Linked DNA regions of Mus musculus: region 1 is linked to region 2. A link is a contact called in public Micro-C data. All regions are on one chromosome and are shown on one strand. Each heading gives the region's core, a stretch centred on a gene start, on an enhancer-like site or on the middle of the called end of the contact. The rest is flanking DNA. Distances are from core to core; before and after follow the strand shown.

Region 1 (4,609 bases), core at 2,085-4,584, 100 kb before region 2:
CTGAAGAACAGGATATGAAACTGTTGTCATGTGTACCATCTACCCTCAATGATGTCGACTGAGCGACAGGCTCAGGTAAGGTGACAACTGCCTCTCCTCACCCTGACAGACAAGGGACTATCACCCTGAACTTGCCCTAGGCTCTAGGACACTCATCAATGCTGGGAATGTAACAAAGATTGCCTTTTTTTCTTTTTTGACTGTCAGAACTCAGTCTAACTTTGTTGTGGAAGTTCTTTGAGGTCTCACTACTTAGCTCTACTGCATTCTATAAAGTCCATCTTCAGTCAAGGGGTTGAGTCTTATCTTCAAAAATCTCTCACAAGAAAGACAAGGAAACAGGAGGCCTGCAAGCTCTGGACCAACCGCCTTTCACTTGTCCTCAGCAAGCCTAAGCGAGAATGAATCTCCGGGTCCCAGCAACCTGCTTTCCCACAGCAGGCCGTTTTCACTCAGACTCTCTAACTGAATTCCTAAGTGTCTGTTCCTGGGAGTCATTTGAAGGAGAGACTGCCTTAAAGTTCAGGTCTTAAATCAAGAACAAGTCTTTGACCTTGAAACAATGGAAAGATGGAAGCCAGTCACAAAAAGTCCTTATGTTCTATATGTAAATAATGGAGATACAGATAACTGGCATAAAGCTAATAACGTGTAAACACCCTCTTACCTAGGATTGGAACAAGGTACTCTTTGAGTGTTCACATTGTCACATAAGGGTTCTCCTCCATGGTAGATACCTGTTCGAACATAGATCTAAAAAGAAGAAAGAAAAATGTACACTATATACATGTATATACATACATACATGTCTCTCTCTCACACACACTCACACACACACACACACACACTTATATATAGGTAAATCAACACTCAACAGAATCAATGTAAATGAAGTGTTCTGTTCAGATGGTTTCTTTGTATAGCTTTACAATGAACTGATAGAGCCTCTTGACCACTATGAAGTTAGCAGAGCTACAAGCCTGTAGCACTATGCATGAAATACAGAGACCTTCCTTTTCCAAGATAAGCTGGTATCAGGTGTTACTTCAAACTCCTGAAGCTAGAGGAACAGTTCACAAAGACATTAAAAGCTCTGCTATGAGATGTCAACATTTTCACTTAATGGGATTAAATAAAGACTATAAAAAAGATCCTCTTTAATTCCTATCACTGTTTTACTAAACAGACTCTAAAAAGAATTGACTTTAAGAAGCCTACAATTATGTGTATTCTAATTATAGACAGAACCATAGCTGTGTGAAAGGGAAGGCAGGTATACCTCAAACAGAATTCATGAATTGTTTCTATTTTCTGAGATTTGTGTTTTTCTAGTCACTTGAAAAACTACAGAGGTCAACAGTTTGTACTGTGCTCCACAGAGGCTAATTACAAAAAGACTTCCACAGAGCAAACCTCAGCATTGGCCTTACCTTATCAATGTCTCGAATATTTACATTTACATAGGTTGCACAAAGAATTTTTATTCTGAGCGCACTATTTATGACCCAGAGGGATTTCGTAGATGTCTCTCCATTCATGTAGGGTGTGGCTGTGGAGATGCGCCTGGAGTATGACGGCATGGTGAAGCTATCAATCGGCAGCTGAGAGTATAGGCTTTCTTTGGCCATCAGCATCAAGTTGGGCATCCTCCCCAGCATTATACAGCTTCTTATGTACTGTAAGAGATCACAGAGGGAGGGACTTCACATAAGGCACTTCATTCCTATGACAGCATGTAGGAATATTATGAATATTTACACATTGATTTACAAAGGTGGTTTTAAAAATTAAACATAGACCACACTTGATAGTAGCTGTTTATAATGCAGTTAGAACCTCTGAATATATTTATATAAAATAAAAAAATTAGGGCCAACTTCTGATACTATTATTTTACTCTTAAACTGCAAAACACTACAACAGTATCAGAAGTGATCACTGTAATAGAAAAGCAGCTTCCTTTGGTAAGCCTGACAGTGCATGTCAACCCTGACAGCTAAGCCTTTCTCAGGGTCAAACCCCACCCTACTCCCTCCAAGTAGTTCCTGAGGAACATTTACTGAATTGAAACAATGAAGCCCCATAAACAAACTGGTATGGTTACCTACACTGGTAATTCTAGCACTTGGGAAGTGACTGGAAGAAGATGAAGGCTTAAGGTCATTTCTAGCTACTACATGACCAGTTTGAAGCCAGCCTGGGGTATATAAGACTCTGTCTTAGACAAACAAAATCCCAAACAATAAAAATAATAAGTAACAAGACTCAGAATAACAGAGTTATTTTTTAAAATGTTAAAACGGGTGGGTCTCCCTTTTGAAACAGCAGGCTGTACTTCTGCACAGAGTTCAAGGTCAGACATGTTCCTCAGTCACTGTCTGCTTCATGGAGAGAGGATCATTTCCTGAATAGGGAGCTCCCAAGGCCAGGCTGACCGGGCACAGAGCTTCAGAGATCCTCAGACACAGGCTGCCGGCCATGCCTGGCTTTCATGAGGTGCTGGGGTCCAAATACAGTTCCTCCTCACACTTATACACAAACACTTTACCAACTGCTCAATCTTCCCACGCCTAAGAGAGCCCTAGTACATATGTGTACATGTGTCCTTGTATGCATGTCACAGAGAGTGCATAGAGTTCACAAAGCTGGCTCTCACTTTCCACCATGAGTCCCAGGGATGTGACTCAGGTTATTAGGCTGGGTAGTAACAAGTGCCTTTATGCACTAAGCCATCTTGCTGGCCCCTACACATGGATTTTTAGCCTATGTTACTGTATATACATCATAACTCCCTATTTTCCCACTTATCACCAACTAAAGGCCACTGTCTCTCTTATTAAACAGTAACTGGTGTGTGTATGCTACCACTGCTTCTCAGCTGGATTTATTCAGTGACCAGAGAAAGAGAGGAAGAAGGTTAGTAGTAAATGTAATAAACCAAGATTCTATTTTAATGTTGTCCCCACATCCTTTGTAGGAGCAGGTAGGTCATGAAATGAGTATTTTGTGGTTAGTGTAACTGCTATGTCTTCCAACTCTAAAATAATTGCATTATTTAAACATAAACATAAATAGACAAGGGACTGGCTGAAATTCACTCATCCCAAAGGGGGTGAATATGAGCCAACACATAAAATACACATATGTCATAAATATAGCTCAGTGGTACAAGACTTGGCTGGCATTCACTATCAGTATTAAGCAAAATTCAAGTATACTAATAAAAATAAGCTTACAAGTGGTACTTCCTAAAATGAATATTCATCATCCGAACGCTGTGCCATGCAGCTCTGGTGTGGTGCCGTCACTCACCTTGTACTGACTCAGAGGGTACTTTTCCAGGAAGTATTCGTCACAGCCACACACTTTCAGAATATACTTGCCCTGATATTCTAAGACACAGAGTTTCAGCTGCTCAGAGGACAACAACATGCTCCGAGTCTTTTTCCTGATGGCTTCAGCAATGACTTGCTCTGGCACACAGTCATGATTGATCTTCAGAGTGTACTTCTGCTTGTCGTTGTTTGGAGAGACTATTACCCAAATCACCACTATGATTTGTCCTGTAACCAAAAAACACCGTTAGGTGCATCGCTGTGTCTATTTCATTTCTCTGAAGACAAGTTTCGAGAAGTGTTCACTGTTCCGCTAAGCACAACCAGAAACCATATCTAGTTAATCCAAATAGAGGTAAAGATCTGTCTAAAGACACAACATCCAAGGCTCCTTTTTGAGTGGATCACAAGGACCCATGGCTGAGCTTAACGCCACATTAAACTTTAAAAGGAGAATCAGCTCTAATTCTGTTAGTATTCTATGCAACAGTGAATTCTAAACTCAGTTCTTGAGTGTCAGTGAGATAAGCATTTACCAAGGGGTGAGTCAGTAAGAAGGAGTGACTGCTATCCAGAAGTCATTACTCCACACTCAGCTCTCAGGGTGCAGGAGCCCTTCCTTGTCTTAGGCGCATGATCCAGCTACCAAAAGGCAACCGTGCAGCAATCAGCACAGCTACAGCAACACAAGGTCCGCTGCGGGGACCGCCTCCTTACCTTTATCTAACTTGTTGTAGATGTGCTTTGGCAGTTCTGGGGAAGACTCGACATTTGGAGGGTAGACATACATTGCTCTGCTATGAGGCGAGTTGAGATCCCGCAGGTCCACAGCTTCTTTGCAAACATTCAGAATGTTCCTTCGAAAGTCTTGGACTTCTGGATCTTTAACCATATCAAATTCACACACTGGCATGCCAATAACAAAACCTAAAAAAATAGGATGTTTATAAACAATGTAGGGCAGAAGTGGTTTTTACAAACGGAGAACTACACACATTTAGAAAAGCACAAAAGAAAGTTTCTATGAATTAAAAAAATGTTTTGATAAATCCATTTTTAAGAGGACAGCCAAGGCTACACAGAGAAACCCTGTCTTGAAAAACCAAAAGAAAAAAAGAAAAGAAAAAAGGAGTTGGCCTCAAGCATTTTAATTATATGCATTGTCCATATATCCATTAATATTATGATAGGACCTTTATCAACTTTTTCTGAGTAATAAAACTTGGCTAATAAGAAATCTAAGTCCTCCTACTAATTGTTTCCCTTAAGTAAAA
Region 2 (4,099 bases), core at 597-3,096:
CCAGTCAACTGTAGTGACCTGGCATGGGTTTTGTGTGTTGCCTTCGAAATGCCTTATTGGGTATGCCAGGCTACTCTGTCAAGCATCCCAGCTGTCTGCTGAGACATACATGTCCTCTCTGGGGTATGTGCTCTTGATCCAGAAGCAAAGCTGATCTTGCTTTCAGTGTCAAGGGTGCGTTTTAATTCAGTTATTGTCTTAAGTTAGAAGTGAAGCAGGAAGCCGAGAGAATGTGAACCTTTCACGTGATCAGTGTGGCAAACCGAAAATGTGCTTTTGCTGTTTCACTAGAAAGAACGCAGCTAAGAAATGCCAGTCCAAACCGGAAAGTGGGGCTGTGTCATATCACGCTCCCCACTTGTCACTTGGCCGTTGAGTGTCTGAGCAGGCCACCGGGCAGTGGGCCAGTCTATGTTCTGGGGCTACAGAGCTGACTGACGTCACAGGATTCAAACCAATCAACTGTGAATTGTGAAATTGAAATTGCTCTTTTGGTTTTTATTTCCTTCAGCCTAATAAATACAGAAGTCTGAATGTTATTTAAGCTTAGACCACTTACGTTGGCTCATCTTGGCTGTGTATTCTCATGTATGTACTGATTTCTGATAAAGGCTTGATGACATTGTAACGGGCTTTTTGTGTTCAGTTCAATAAAACAGTTTCTGAGTCTTGTCTCAAAAGCGTTCGGTTCTGAGTCGGGAGGAAGTTAGCATCAGTGATTAGCACCCAGCTGTCATCCCCATACTTCAGGTGGGATGTGCGCTCCCAGTTCACAGCGGTATGTGGTCTACTGTGTGCTTTCCAAGGCTTAGAATACTGAATTTGAGGACTTGCTGTGGAGTTGGCCTAGCTACCCATCCACCTCCGACTCTTCCTTCCCAGCTAACCTGGGACCGGGGTGTATTCTGTTTTGTGATACCTTCTGATATTTATGTTCTCTTCAAATTCTGAGAGAATGAACCCAGAAGAATGACAACTCCTGCTCCTGGAAAGAAACACATCAGAGAGCAGACGCTCACTCATCTCTTGGGCATTCCACCTATGAAATGGGGTTATGGACATAGTCACTGGAATGCAGTCCTCACAGAGTCTTTGGAGTGCTGTGGAGTGCATGCATCATGCTTTGAATTTAAATGTCTGTTTGAAAAGTAGGTTGTAAGTTTTAAGATGGGATGAGGAGGGCCATCAGAGGTGCCTAAGTCCCAGGAGCCTTGCAGGTTTCCTTGCTCTAGGTTTTCCCAGATGGGGACCTTGGCCCTCAGTCCAAGGTCATGCCCCAGCCTATGCCTCACAGCTGCCTGTAAGACCACACCGGACATTCCCAGGCCACTGGTGACCTGATAGGAGAGTGTGAAGGCCGCACCCAGTGTTTGTGAAGAGCTTTAAGACTTGTCTTTTGAGCTCAGGGCACAAAAATTTATCCTATTTGTGGGATACTCAAACTATTGAGAACTTAGAAATGAAGACAGTTTATTGCAGTGCAATGAGAGTGTTAATAGGACCGAGACAAAAAATCTTAATATAAATGTGTCTAACACACGTGTAACCCCCTAACATACATGAGATGTGTACTTGGCCCTGGAATGTACCTGGCCCTGGAATCTACCTCTGCGACCAGAGGTAGACCTGCCTTTGGAAGAGAGAGAAGCTGGTAAGTTAGGCTTGCCATTTGGGTTTTTAGGTATGTAATTAGAACTTCAAATGTATTTTGGACGGCAGCCTTCCCTCCAGACAAGAACAAGATGGCTTTCATATTAGCTTCATTATCTAATCCTTGTTTGCCAGAGGCTCCTTTGCTCTGATTTTCATAACAGTTCACTGGGTTATAGACTTGGCCCATAGGTATTTAGCGCCACCGTGTGGACTCTTCAAAGCTTGCATCTAGCCATTGTGAGGAGCTTAAAGTCAGGATTTAGGTTTAAGAAAATGTGGAGGATATGCGTTTTACTGGTAAGTGCAGCAAAACATAGGTTCATTTGAAAATTCAGACATAGTGTCTTCAATAACTATTGGTGAATGTTTCCCTTGATAAAGCTGCTAGAGTAATTATTGTGGCGAATGCCTATTTTATTTTAAACAAATACAGTTCTTTCAGAATGCCTGTTTTATTTAAAAACCAAACCAGACAACCCCCTCACTCCACATTTTGCTGCATGTGGACAAGAAGAACAGACCTGAGAATGAAGTGATCGTAAGTGCAAGTCTCTACACCGGGAGCAAGGAATTAGATCCTCAAAAAAAAAAAAAAAAAAAAAAAAGACTGGGGAAGTGAGAAAAACAATGAAATAAAGGCACAGCGTGTGAGAGTGAGTCACTGGGACAGCATAAAAACCAAGTTTGAAGCTCTAAGCTTTTCCTGAATGTGATGTGTTTGGGGCAGGGGCAGAATAGTTTCTGTACAGTGAGTTGCAGCTCAGGAGACAGGACATTTGGAAAAGGCTGGTGCTAATGCCCAGTGCTCACTGTCTCGAGGCCGGCCTGGTCGAGAGTTCCTTCCATCCCTTCCTTTGTACTGTAGGTCATTTAGAGGAGTATCTTAAAAATGACTTTCTCTTTTATCTTTTTGACAAGCTAGATCCTGAACTCACTCTGTTTTCCCATCCCTTAAGCTGTTTTCCCATCCCTTGAGCTGTCAGTTACTCTAGTTCTTTAGTTTCTGGAGCTGGTCTGTTTGCCCTTTTTGGTGACACCAGTGTGTCATGACAAACAGCCAGCAGTGTGGCTTGACCTTTGAGTGTGTATTCTCTTACATGATAACCCATTTTTTTAGTTTGGGGAATTATTCTGACTTTTAAAGTTAAGGACTTAAGTGAGTAACTCGTGCATAAAAGAATGGGTTGCTGTAATCATTTTTAAGGTGGCATCAGATCCGCTTACTTTGTTGTGTAGCCATGACCACCATCCCGCCCCTCAGTGGTTCTCATCTGCCCAGTCTGAAACGTCATCAAGCACGACCTTCCGTTTTCCCCTCCCCAGGGCCTGGTGGCCACCATTCTGCCCTCTGAGCTTATGAAGCTGACTACCTGAGGAGTCTTACAGCAGGGGAAGTCTGTCGCTCCCTGCCTTATTCGTCTTACTTCTCTAAGCATAAGGTTCTCTCAGCACTGGACTACATGCCAAAATTGCCTTCATAGTACTCCGTTGCATGTAGAGGTACATAGAGCTTACCCATCATCCATCAGTGGGCATTTTGGTTCCTTCTGTTTACCCTTGGCTATTATAAATGACAGTTCTAAGCATATGAGTGTATGAAGGTATATATAAGTCTGTGGGACTGTGATAGGCAGCCTATTTTGGTTGAATAGGGCTTGCTCAGGTGACCCAATAGAGAAATCTACTAGGGATGGAAAGTGGAGCCACATTCCCAGAATCAGGTGCCTGTCCATAATTCTGTGACTACCAGTCAGGTAATGTCCCAAGCTTCTGACATTCTGGCTAGACTCCACCCCCACAGTTACCTGACTATAGCCAGGTATGCTCCCCTCCCCCCCCTACAGTTACCTGGCAACTACAAGATAGCCCAGCCCACTATAAGAGGGGCTGCTTGGCCCCTCCTCGCTCTCTTAAGCTCTCACCTTTCTTATTCTCTAGCCCTCCTTCTCTTTATCCTTTACCCCCTCTCTCCACGTGGCCATGGCCAGCCTCTCTCTTTCTACCTTCTCTCCTTTCTCCCTGTCTTTCTACAATAAAGCTCTAAAACCATCGACCATCTTTGATCATCAAGGCCTGCCATGCTTGAATGATGGGATGGGCTTTCTCCTAATGAGCCGAGTCTAACCTGCCAGAAGGCCATCCTGTGCTCCAGCCATGGACCTGACCAAGGACTCTCACCGATGGGAACCATCCAGCGCCACCTGCCCTCTCCTCCCTTCATCCCCAGGGCCCCTATTCTGTTCTCAGCTCCTCTGCCGTATCCAGTGTGGGATGCCAGAGACCAAGAACCTGGGAGTTGGGCTGCCCCTTGTCCACCACCTGACATGTGGGGTCAGTGGCTTAACACAGCATGGAAAGTGTGCGCAGTCCTCCTGTGTCCACCTGCCCAGAGCATCGGAACTCTAGCAGGACGTGGGTTCTCTCCCCCTCCCCCTCCCCCCCACAC

Evidence for each region. Hi-C and Micro-C count contacts between places; a contact is called where the count stands out from the background.
Region 1: a Micro-C map of granulosa cells shows a contact between it and region 2, with 2.0 times the contacts expected there. The contact joins two enhancer-like sites. A contact is called at or near these places in 3 of 39 promoter capture datasets (the C10 cell line, hippocampal neurons and macrophages), 35 of 484 Hi-C or Micro-C datasets (the AML12 cell line, B cells, CD4 T cells and 26 more), 6 of 115 datasets of contacts at active chromatin or transcription factors (CD8 T cells, astrocytes, bone marrow-derived dendritic cells and 3 more) and 3 of 9 other capture datasets (adipose tissue, liver and pancreatic islet).

What each region holds. Positions count from the first base shown.
Region 1 is chr3:32,436,771-32,441,379 of GRCm38.p6, reverse strand. Pik3ca (phosphatidylinositol-4,5-bisphosphate 3-kinase catalytic subunit alpha) reads right to left here. Exons shown (of 21, transcript NM_008839.3): 3 at 4,053-4,262; 4 at 3,313-3,563; 5 at 1,431-1,676; 6 at 668-753. Among named protein-coding and RNA genes, the nearest start is that of Pik3ca, 42 kb to the right of the region's middle. Within about 2 kb of position 3,334, at least 20 of the 459 cell types and tissues checked have an H3K27ac peak or open chromatin away from gene starts, as enhancers often do. A contact at or near this core is called in granulosa cells, where this site is marked.
Region 2 is chr3:32,331,373-32,335,471 of GRCm38.p6, reverse strand. Zmat3 (zinc finger matrin type 3) reads left to right here. Exons shown (of 6, transcript NM_009517.2): 6 at 1-680. Among named protein-coding and RNA genes, the nearest start is that of Gm42201, 7.1 kb to the right of the region's middle. Within about 2 kb of position 1,846, at least 30 of the 459 cell types and tissues checked have an H3K27ac peak or open chromatin away from gene starts, as enhancers often do. A contact at or near this core is called in granulosa cells, where this site is marked.